Regions from separate parts of the Sus scrofa genome. Here all the other regions are linked to region 1. Evidence: chromatin contacts called from public Hi-C and HiChIP or PLAC-seq data. All regions are on one chromosome and are shown on one strand. The core of a region is the stretch at or near the end of the contact, and the rest is flanking DNA. Distances in the headings are between cores, read along the strand shown. Region 1 holds the start of QSER1 (glutamine and serine-rich protein 1). Region 2 holds the start of EIF3M (eukaryotic translation initiation factor 3 subunit M). Region 3 overlaps TCP11L1 (T-complex protein 11-like protein 1). Region 4 holds the start of TCP11L1 (T-complex protein 11-like protein 1).

Region 1 (2,642 bases), core at 55-2,554:
ATGAATAGGAACAAAAGGATGTAGGCGCCAGGAGGAAAACAGAATCTCCCTGAACAAAATTAATCTCAGAAGGAACAGTAGACCCAATACCAGGTATTACCCAAGTTTAAACTGCTTTTTAAATGGTGATCAGAGATAATGTATCAATTTTATTAGGTATTCTACTATGCCTGATTTGCTTGAACCTTTGTTAGGCTTATCTTGAGGGAAAGAATTCTGTGCTAAATACATGAAGAGGTGTTAAATGCGTATTGAATTTTTAAGGGTGGTGGTCAAACTTTACTGTCATTTTTAACTTTTACTTTATGCCTTCGGGACCAAACGACGATTTCTGTGACCCCCAAGTTTCACTACTCATGAGTTACTAGAAGAAACACAACTCTGACATACAATAGAAGAACCGCAAATAATGGTTAGTTTACCCGCCATCAAACAGCTTGGAGATCAGATAGGAAATGTCTGTGTAGAGTCCTGCTGAAGTTCTAAGTCTCAAACAAAAAAACTCCAACACAAAGTGTGCCCAGTGAGTTTAACTTTATCGCAATTAAAGTCATCCAGATGGTGACTGTATTAATCAATGAAGAGGCTGTATTTATCTTCAGATAGAAGATTCTGAAATCCAGAATGAGAAAATCCCCAAGGTGGGGGTGGGGACAGTTAATAAGAGCCCCTGGGAAAGGTCCTTTCAACGAGGATTGGAAAATAATACGTTTGAATTTGAATCTCTTGAATATAAATCTCCCCTAACAGCAGGAAAAGGGTCCTCCAGCCCGGCAAGCTTTGGGCAGGAAGGGAGTAAACGGAACTGTAAAACAGCCCGCTCAGCTGTTTCTGGTTTAGGACCAAGCGCAGAGAAAAGAATCGCGATGTGGGAACTGAGTTATTTGAATCACTGAAAATAACTCGAAGGGTCAAATAACGAACTCCAGGCAAAGCGTTGACAAGCCTCTCCTTTGCAGCACCCTGCGCTGGTTTCCGCTCAATTTCCCCTCCCTCGCGCAGGGCGAGCAGCAGGCACAGCCCCTTCCCACGCGGGGCGCGGCGAGCGCGGACAGCTCCCCTCGAAGCAGCGGAAGGCTGGAAGTCCGCGGCCCGTGGGCTACGGCTGCCAGGCGACCCGCCGGGTTCCTGGACCCGGCCGGGCCGGACAGGCCTCAAGCCTTCACCGCCCCAGCTGGCCTTCCAGAGACTGCCGGTGGCGGTAGAGGCCTCGCGGGCCGCCCGCCTGGCCCGCGAGCCGCGAGCGCGGGGCGCTGAGGGGAGGCGGGGCGAGGTCGCGGGGCGGAGGGGGGGGCGGGAGGTGCATCCTGGGAAATCCACCAACATGGGGCGCAGCGACCGCCGCCGCCGCCGCTGCCGCGGTGAGTCCCGGCCGCGGATGCCGCCGTTTCCCTGACGCCCAGCTGGGGCCTCGTCGCGCGCCGCCGCCCGGGTTCCCCCAGCACAGACTGGCCAACGCGCCCTTCGCCTGTGCGCCCGCCGAGGCCATGTGAGGGGCAGCCCCCTCCGCCGCCGCCTCCTCCACCTCCTCTTCCTCCCCCGCCCCCTCCCTCCCCTCCCGCCCCCCTCTCACTGGGCCCTGGAGAAGCCCCCACTGCTGCCCGCCCTCCCTACGCAACCCCCACGATGGACAGGAACTACGCGACCTCCGGCTTCGCCGACCCGCCGCCGCCGCCGCCCGCGCCCCCCGCTGCCCCCGCCAGCGCCGCCGCACAACCCCCTGCCCCCGCCTGGGCCTACGAACCCAGAGCCGCGGCCGCCGCCGCCAGCAGCAGCTGCAGCAGCGGCAGCAGCCCCAGCCTCAAGGCCAGGTAGGGAGGGTGGGCGGCGGGGTCATGGTGGGCCAGGAAAGGCCAGGGATGCGTTTGGGGCCTTCGTCCCCTGTGCAGCACCGCCCAGGGGTCCGGCCTGGCGGGGAGCCCTCCGCTCGTCTCCTCGCCCTCGCCCCAGCCGGGAGATGCGGCTGATGACTCCTATAGGGTGGTGGATGGGGGCGACCAGTACTGGATTCACAGCTGCGGCTGGCCGGGGACCGTGGGTAGAAGGGAGGGTTGGGCGGGAGTCATGGGTCCCCGTCACCTCCTGGGTTCTGGGCTCTCACATGGTGAAGTTTGGGTTTGTGGCTGAACTCGGTGATCAGAGAGACCCGGGACTGGCTCCGGGGAGCAGAGGGGGGCGCCGAGGAGTTCGGTGCAGTGACATTCCATTGTATTGAAACTAACAATGTGGTCTTGGGGGCCCCAGCGGTGAGTGTGAGGGTGGGGGAGGCGGGAGAGGAAGAGGCGCGGAGCCACGTCCCTGACATTGGGGAACCCAGGAGGCTAGGCTTTGGGAGAATCCCCGGGGCGTGGGGCCTGGGAGGGGGCCCGGTGGGGCATGAACGCTGCGCCGGGGCTGGGTGACATATGTTTGCAGCGGTGGCCAAGATTAAGCTATTTCTCTTTCATGCGTTCAAAGTTACTCTTGGGTTTCCCCCTCTTTTAACAACAGCAGGAAGTAAGGGATCTCTCTTTGCCTTCTATGTATTGGGGTGACTAAGAGTTGGGAAGAAATTGAAGATGAGGGGGTTGGTCAGTGAAGGCCATAAACGTTGAAGAACAGAAGCATGCTTTTCCTTCTCGGTTTCTGAAGCCCCGTTTCAT
Region 2 (2,642 bases), core at 56-2,555, 240 kb before region 1:
AGAATTCAATTAATTTCTCACTACCATTCTACCATCTTCTCTTGCTCTTATCTTTGTAATAGTTTTCTAACTAGTTTCTCTACTTGGGCCCTTGCCCAACTTATGTTTTGTAACACATCTGTCAGAGTGATCCTTTACTAAAAAAGTTAATTTGACCTCCTCACTCCTCTGCTCAAAACCTTTTACAGGCATAGAAAAGTCAAAATTAAATCTCTTATTAGGGGAGTTGCTGTTGTGGCTCAGTGGAAACACTCAGTGGAAACAAATCTGATTAGCATCCATGAGGACGCAGGTTCAATCCCTGGCCTTGCTTAGTGGGTTAAGGATTCAGCATTGCTGTCACTGTGGATCAGCAGCTACAGTTTCGATTGACCTCTAGCTTGGGAACCTCCATATGTCTTGGGTGCAGCCCTAAAAAGACAAAATAAATAAATAAACTTTATTAGGGCCTATAAAATTTGATCTGGCCATGCCTATCTCATCTCCTTTTCCTTTCCTCTTCTCTTACTCAAATGCAGCCCACAGGCCTCCTTGCCACTTGCCTCAAATCCTTTCCTTGCTGTCTTTTGCAGGAAAAGCTTTTCTGCAGATTTCTTCATTGGTACTTTCCTCATTTCGGTCAGTTCTCAATATCATGAGCCACTTTCTTTGATCACTCTGTCTAAAAAGGCATGCACACACGCTCATACACCACCCTTGTTCTTTACTTTTATCTTAATTGTGCTTAACATGCTACATAACTATGTCATAACAGTTAATACATTCAGAGTTCCCCGTATTTTAATTGCTTTATACATTACTTGATCTTATTTTTTCAAGAGGAAGCCGAAACGCAGCGGTTAACCATCAAGTGGTGCAGCAGGGATTCTACTCCAAAGAATTCGAATCTGGGGGTCCCTACTGTAAAACAGGATGCCATTCAGGACTCCTTTTCTAATTACTGTGTTGTTTGCTGTCTGTGTTGTTTACCCCACTGGATCGTAAAAGGCAAGTCAAGGAGCTTTGAACATTGCTGTTATTCCCTGGCCAGAGAGTACTGCCTGCTAAAGGCTTAAAAGTGAGTCAAATTATAAGCTTAAAAAAAAATTGGCTTAAAACTTCAGGTGCGAGGTGAGTTCAGTGAGACAAGCGGATCAGTAACAGATAGGACAGGGGGGAACACAGTCACAGCAGCTAGAGGCGCCGAGACGCGGCGCAGGAGTGGCGGCTTAGGGCGCTTCCGCCCCGCCCCGCTCCGCCCCCAACCAGAGCGCGCGCTGGGATTGGCCTCGGTGGCTCCGCCCGACCCGGTTACCCCTGTCCCGCAAGACTCGCGCAAGGTGACCCGGAAGCAGTTGGAGGCGCCGCCGCGCAGCCCAGCTCTCTTTTCCGGTCGGCGTGGTTTGGGAGGTGCTCGTTTGCGGTGCCCCGGTCTTCACCATGAGCGTCCCGGCGTTCATCGACATCAGCGAGGAAGATCAGGTATGCCCCTGGGCCGCGGCTGACGCCAGGGCGGGGTCCAAGGGTGGTGTTCAGCGGTGTGAGGGGCCACGTCCTGAGCGAGCCAGGGCTGTGCCGGCGGGAAGCTGCCTTACGGAGCCAGCCGGGGAGCCGAGAGCTGCCGTTCAAGGCCTCCACACGCCAGACTGGGGAGGCCGCGAGGCAGGGGCGTGCGTTTCTGGCTTGGAGTTGCACTAAGCTTGCGGGCCGGCGGGCCCAGGAGTAAGCCGCAGCTCGACGGCCAACTTCCTAGTTCGTGTCGGAACTCTTAGAGCCTGGAGTTAACTTCTATCGACGCAGTACTTTTGACTCATTGCAAAGGGTATCTGCTTCCGTCCCCTAATTAATAGCCACACCCTGAGTGGGAGGTGGCGAATCTTTAGGTGGCGTTAGCAGTACAAGGAAAAATAACTTCGATTTGAAAATCAAAATGGTTATGTGATCGCAGAGGCACAGGTGACCCCTATTTTGTACGTAGACTGTTTCATATCCTTATTTGAAGGGCAGGAGTGAGAGTTCTGTAACCGGAAACCATAACGTCATACTTTGAGGCATGCACCTGGTGAACAGCGCTAATATTCAAAAATTTTCTTTTTGGGTTTTGCTCTTTGGCGTTTATGGTTAATGCTTCTCGTTTCTCTCCGTAGCAAAAGTTAAACTTGTAAAGATCTTCCCTAATTTTGCAGAACTGAAAACTATATTCTGTGAGGTCTTGAGTGTTGTGATTTTGTATTTTTTTTCTTACTCCGCTAACACGGAAATTTTGGTTCCTGTAGAATAAAACATTCCTAGTCTAATGGAACTTTTATAATTGCAGATGTGGGGTTTTTGTTTGTTTTCTCCTTTGGTAGAAACGCAGACCCACAGCCCTGAAGAGCACAATAAGGAGAAAGGAAAAAGAAAGAAAAACAAGAAAGGGAAGGAGTTGAGCACAATTAGAAAGGAAGATGTGGAAGACAAGGGGAAAAAAAAAATACCTGATTAGGAATGGAATCTGTTGTCAACAAATGGTTATTAGGTTACTGAAAAGTACTTATTTTTTTTGTTTGTTTTTAAACATAGGAAAGGGTTTTTAGATGCAGTAAGTTCTTGTCATTGATTATATTTTAAAGTGTCATTTCTACTGTTCTTGTTTCACATTGGCCATTCCTTTAGTATATACG
Region 3 (2,642 bases), core at 55-2,554, 170 kb after region 1:
TGACATTTCTCTTAAAAAATAGCTCTGGGATACATGGTGTCTTCACTGGGGTCAGATGTCTACTGTCAGAATGATCCTTGGAAATCTTTTGCATCCTAAACCCAAGTACTACCCGGTACTGGGAGGTTGCAAAGCAAGGATCTTGGCATGTAACACAGTGGAGTTAGGAGAGAGACTGGTGAAGCCTGTCTATTTAACAATAGAGGAATCTCAGCCTTCAAAGGTAGTTTGTACTTCTTGGGGAGAATCCTGGGCTAAGGCCCCACATTGTTAATGTCTTGATTTGGTGTATTCGTTTCTTTTTTCTTCTCTCTTTTTTTTTTGTCTTGTCTTAGGGCCGCACTTGTGGCATATGGAATTTCCCAGGCTAGGGGTCTAGTCAGAGCTGCAGCTGCCTTCCTACGCCACAGCAGCCCCAGATCCAAGCTGTGTCTGTGACCTACACCACAGCTCATAGCAACATGGGATTCTTAACCCACCAAATGAGGCCAGGGATCAAACCCACATCCTCATGGATACTAGTTGGGTTCATTACTGCTGATCCATGAAGGGTACTCTGTATCAGTTTCTTATAGCAAGACTGGTCCTTAAAGTTGATTAACCTGTAAAAACTGATGAGAAGTCATACCTCTTCAGCCTTTTCAATGCCCTTTTCCTCACCCCACACGGGGGACTTTGGCCTGGCAGGACCAGGGCTGTCTATAACACAGAGACACCATCATGGCAATTCATTCACTGACTGCTTTGCAGGTGCTTCTGGGTCATTATCTGTCATTCCTATTTTTCCTACTTAAATGTTTGTTTTTCTCTTTCTCTACTCACCAGTTCTTAAGAGCCTCCTTTGTGCTGGATACTGAGGGGGATACTGAGGTGAATAAGTGCATTTCTCCCCTCCTTTTTTCCCATGCCCTGAAAAGTGTGGCTGGCTGTCTGGTTTGCCCAGGAGTGGGAAAGGGGTAAACACAGGACTTGGAGTTTCAGTTTTTAAACCAGGACACTCCTGGGAAAACTGGGATGGGTCGCATCCTCACTCTGTACGTCATTATTCTTTTCCCGTCTAATGATGTAACTTGTATTTATTGAGTGCTGGCTCAGCCAGCTACTTAATATACATTGTCCTTTTTTCATCTTTAAAACAGCCCTGTGAAGTAGGAATCCCCCTTTGGCATACGGCTCAGAGAATTGAAAAAAACATGCATGAGGTTATGCTGTTATTAAATGACAGAGTCTGCACTTAAACCCAGTCTGTCTCATGTTTTCCTGAAGCCATTCTAAGGGAGGAGGGGCTCTATGATGAAAGGAGAATTCACACATGACTCCCTTATGGTTGGCTGGGAAAGGACCAGAAACTCCAGAGGGGAACTTCACAGGTCTGTGTGGGAGCTGCGGCCCCACTGCCCTCTGCTGGCCACAGCTTGAACTACAGCTCAGAGATGACCTCGCTCTTCGTCTGACTTTTTTTTTTTTTTTTTTTTAAATGTTATGACCACACCATGGCATATAGAAGTTTCTGGCCCAGGGATTGAATCTGAGCCAAAGCTACAGCCTACATTGCACCTGTGGCAACGCCAGATCCTTTAATCCTTGCCTCCACAGTGACCCAAGATGCTGCAGTGAATTCTTGATTTACTGTGCCACAGCAGGAACTCCAGGATGACTTCTCTTTTATTCTTTGCAAACAGTTTTTGCCCCATTTTTTAAAAGTTTTATTGACGTATAGTTGATCCAAAAGGTTGTGATAATTTCTGCTGTACAGCAGAGTGATTCAGTTACACATAGACACATATTCATTCTCATTCAGACTTTTTTCCCACATAGATTATCACAGATATCTATTGGGGAGAGATCCCTGTGCTACACAGCAGATCCCCGTTGGCCAGTCATTCCATATACCTCAGTGTGCATATGCTAATCCCAAACCCCAAGTCCATCCCCCATCCCTGCCTGCTGCCTGTCCCCTTTGGTAACCATAAGTTTTTCAAAGTCTGTGAGTCTGTTTCTGTTTTGCAAATAAGTTCATTTGTATCCTTTTTTTTTTTTTTTAAGATTCTGCATATAAGTGATATGGTTGTCTTTCACTGTCTAACGTCACTTAGTATAATAATTCCTAGGTTCATCCATGTTGCTGCAGATGGCATTATTTCATTCTTTTTTATGGCTGAGTGATATTCTGTCGTGCACGTGATACTTCAAGAGCTCCACACACACAAACACACACCTTCTTTATCCATTCCTCTGTCAGTGGACATTTAGGTTGCTTCCACGTCTTGGCTATTGTATATAGTGCTGCAATGAACATTGGAGTACACGTGTCTTCAAAATATGGTTGTCTCTGGATAGATGCCCAGGAGTGGGATCGCTAGATCATATGGTAGTTCTGCTTTAAGTTTTTTGAGGAATCTCTGTACTGTTCTCCACAGTGGTTGCACCAATTACATTCCCACCAACAGTGTAATAGGGTTCCCTTTTCTCCACACCCTCTCAGCATTGATTGTTTGTAGACTTTTTGATGATAGCTATTCTAGCTAGTGTAAGGTGGTACTTCACAGTAGTTTTGATTTGCATTTCTCCAGTAATTAGTGACATTGAGCATCTTTTCATGCGCCTTTTTTTTTTTTTTTTTTTTTTTTTTTTTTTTGCTA
Region 4 (2,642 bases), core at 76-2,575, 140 kb after region 1:
TCAAAGCTGTAGCTGCTGCCTACACCACAGCCACAGCAATGCCAGATCTGAACCACCTCTGTGATCTACACCGCAGCTCATGGCAACTCTGGATCCTTAACCCACTGAGTGAGGCTAAGGATCGAACCTGAGTCCTCATGGATGCTAGTGAGCATGACGGGAACTCCCTGGATGCTTCTTAGAATCACCTGGAAAGCTTCAAAATTCTTGCCTGGCCCATCACCACCCACCAGCTCTGGCCCCCTGCCCAGAGTTACATATGGTAAAGAACCACAGCTTCCCAGGAGATTTTAAGGTGGAGTCAGGGTTTGGAATCACTAATCTAGAGACTAAGATATACTGGTCTGGATTCAGAAATGAGAATTGAATGTTTTCTTCTAAATCTTATTTCCAGTTAATTGAATTTCTTAAGCACCCCACCCCACGCCCAAAAGGTGAATCCTTATCAGAGAACGGAGTGTGTGCTTAAGGGAAAACTGTGTGATGTGCTTGCTACTGAAAGGTTTGAGGGTGTTGCATTGCTCTCAGCCTTCAATACTTTAGGCCAACTTCCCACATGTGATTTATATAGAAATAGTGTTTGTCAGCACTAATTTCACTCCATCTTATTTTGTTCTAGTTACTTAAATTTAACAAGTTTTATAGTTTACAGGTAGGAGACAATTATCACCTTCATTTTAAGACAAACATATTTGATGCTGTCTTAAAGCATTTTACAAATGAACAGTTAAGAGTCACTAGCTTTTACTTTTTTAAGATCAGGCCCTAAAAATATTTCTATTAATTTAGCTTGCTATCTTACTGCTATAGGCTGAGGAAAGCATGGTTCTCTTGGATCAGCAACTAGTTGTCCAGTGCTGCAACAGTCACAGCCCCGGGTACCTGGGACGAAGGGAAAGAAGCCTCCAGAACGAGCTCATCTTGACAGGGTATTTTTCCTTTCTGGAACGCAGACGGCACATAAAATGCTGACTGCTCACTGTGTTTCAGAACTATCTAAACCAAGCTGAACTCTCATGAGCTGTGTTTGCCCCTGGCCTTCCATCTTTTCGCGGTTAAAGTCTCACTTTCAACTCGAGTCACTTAGATGATCCAAACCAAGTCTAACCGTTAAAGTGAGACCTGGTGGGCGTGACCTTAACAGCCAAAATGAGGGGACCGGACAAACTGTGCGCAGCTACAAAATATGATGTAATATTTAAATTTAAAAACCAGGGCGGGGAAGGAAGGCGTTGCAGCTAAGCGGCCTTTTTCCTTTCTTTTTTGACTGGCTGGGCACCACCTACCCCTCAGGCCGCCGGCTCCGGCCGCCTTTCCGTACGGCAATATGGCGCCTCCCTATGAGGAAGGGGGCCTCCCGGTTCCGAGTCACCGCCCACTGAGCCCCCTCAGCGGGCACCCTGCCGCGCCTCCGGCCTTTCCGTACCGAAACATGGCGTCGCCCTACGTGGGGCGGGCGCCTCTCGGCTAAAAGCTCTCTCTAGCTCGCTACCCGACGCTGAGGAGCGGCCACGCTGGCCGCTACTCACACGACCCGGGCGGGGAGGACCGCTGGCAGGGCAGCGAGGGATGCGGCCTCGGAGGGGCAGAGGCTGAACCGCCCTGCCCGCCGCGCATCCTCCCCGCCTCCGCCGCTGCGCCGGCCCCCCGTCAGATTCTCGGCCCAGCGGCAGGAGGGAGGACGCTGACTCCGTGGCAGGTGAGGGAAGCAGGCGCGGAGGCTGGCAGCCCTGCGGAGCCCGCACGGGAGGAACGAGGTCGAAATTATAGGCATTTCTTCGCTTTTTCCCGTCGGTCGGGACCCGGTGATGTCGCGTGGAGGCGTGGAAGCGGCGCAGACTGCGGGCGGGCTGAGTCTCAGCGCGGCCTTTGTCCCACCCCTCGAGGCCGTCCTCCAGGCGCGTCCCGCTTCCTTCGCTTGCTCCCGGCTCGGCCACTCCCTCGCCGGCCCAAACAGTTGTTTACCACGGAATCTGCTCGCTGGGAGAGAGTGGCACTGGGTGCTAGAGCAAGGGGTTCGCGCAGTCTCTGGACAGAGCTCCTTTATTTCGCTGAAAGACCCTTTCTGCTGGGGAGTCTCTTGTGTCCAGTTTGGGCTCGGCGTGCGGCTCAGATAGACGGTCTTCACGGCAAGTTCGAGGATCCTCCCACCCCCCGGTTCCCTTTTGGGGCATAGCAGGAATTGGGGAATGTTGAATGAATGAGCACACTGTACGCAATTAAATGGGTCCTCGCTGTATCCTATAGTCCTCTAATTAGAGTTACCATCTGTGGGGAAGGAAGCCTGTTGTGTACCAGCTGTCGTTATGCACGCTCTGTCCTTTACACTTGCCCCAAACCCAAGAGGTGGGTAGCTGTACTTGACAGATGAGGAAACTTTAGTTACCCAGCAGGTAAAGAGCCAGAATTGGAACCCAGGTTTGTTTTAGACCAACGCCCATCCCTCCTGTATAAACTGACTCTAGAGAGATGACACAGCTATCAACAACTATTTGGTGGTTATCTGTTTGGGGGAGGTACTTATATGTATGGAGCAGTATGGTTGGTCTTGCCCTTAAGAAGTTAAAACTCTAGGTGAAGACCTTTTTTTTAAAAATAAGAACTAGCAATTTTACGGTCTGACCCCAATGCATCTCTAGGTT

What was found. A called contact is a pair of places that touch in the nucleus more often than the background predicts. HiChIP or PLAC-seq counts read pairs in DNA pulled down with a chosen protein or histone mark.
Region 2: a contact with region 1 is called in an H3K27ac HiChIP or PLAC-seq map of alveolar macrophages. The contact joins the promoter of EIF3M here to the promoter of QSER1 in region 1. A contact is called at or near these places in 3 of 47 Hi-C or Micro-C datasets (fibroblasts and skeletal muscle) and 1 of 2 datasets of contacts at active chromatin or transcription factors (alveolar macrophages).
Region 3: a contact with region 1 is called in a Hi-C map of liver, with 8 times the contacts expected there. The contact joins the enhancer-like site here to the promoter of QSER1 in region 1. A contact is called at or near these places in 1 of 5 promoter capture datasets (liver), 10 of 47 Hi-C or Micro-C datasets (alveolar macrophages, embryonic fibroblasts, fetal skeletal muscle and 4 more) and 1 of 2 datasets of contacts at active chromatin or transcription factors (alveolar macrophages).
Region 4: a contact with region 1 is called in an H3K27ac HiChIP or PLAC-seq map of alveolar macrophages. The contact joins the promoter of TCP11L1 here to the promoter of QSER1 in region 1. A contact is called at or near these places in 2 of 5 promoter capture datasets (fetal skeletal muscle and liver), 3 of 47 Hi-C or Micro-C datasets (heart right ventricle and skeletal muscle) and 2 of 2 datasets of contacts at active chromatin or transcription factors (alveolar macrophages and skeletal muscle).

Annotation. Positions count from the first base shown.
Region 1 is chr2:28,042,149-28,044,790 of Sscrofa11.1, reverse strand. QSER1 (glutamine and serine-rich protein 1) reads left to right here and starts at 1,304. Exons shown (of 13, transcript XM_021083212.1): 1 at 1,304-1,361.
Region 2 is chr2:28,281,475-28,284,116 of Sscrofa11.1, reverse strand. It overlaps EIF3M (eukaryotic translation initiation factor 3 subunit M), which reads left to right and starts at 1,305. Exons shown (of 11, transcript XM_005661051.3): 1 at 1,305-1,461. The coding sequence starts at 1,420.
Region 3 is chr2:27,872,118-27,874,759 of Sscrofa11.1, reverse strand. All of the region lies in intron 7 of TCP11L1 (T-complex protein 11-like protein 1), which reads left to right. Among named protein-coding and RNA genes, the nearest start is that of TCP11L1, 30 kb to the left of the region's middle. Within about 2 kb of position 1,304, at least 18 of the 83 cell types and tissues checked have an H3K27ac peak or open chromatin away from gene starts, as enhancers often do. A contact at or near this core is called in alveolar macrophages and liver, where this site is marked.
Region 4 is chr2:27,901,849-27,904,490 of Sscrofa11.1, reverse strand. TCP11L1 (T-complex protein 11-like protein 1) reads left to right here and starts at 1,325. Exons shown (of 10, transcript XM_021083207.1): 1 at 1,325-1,699.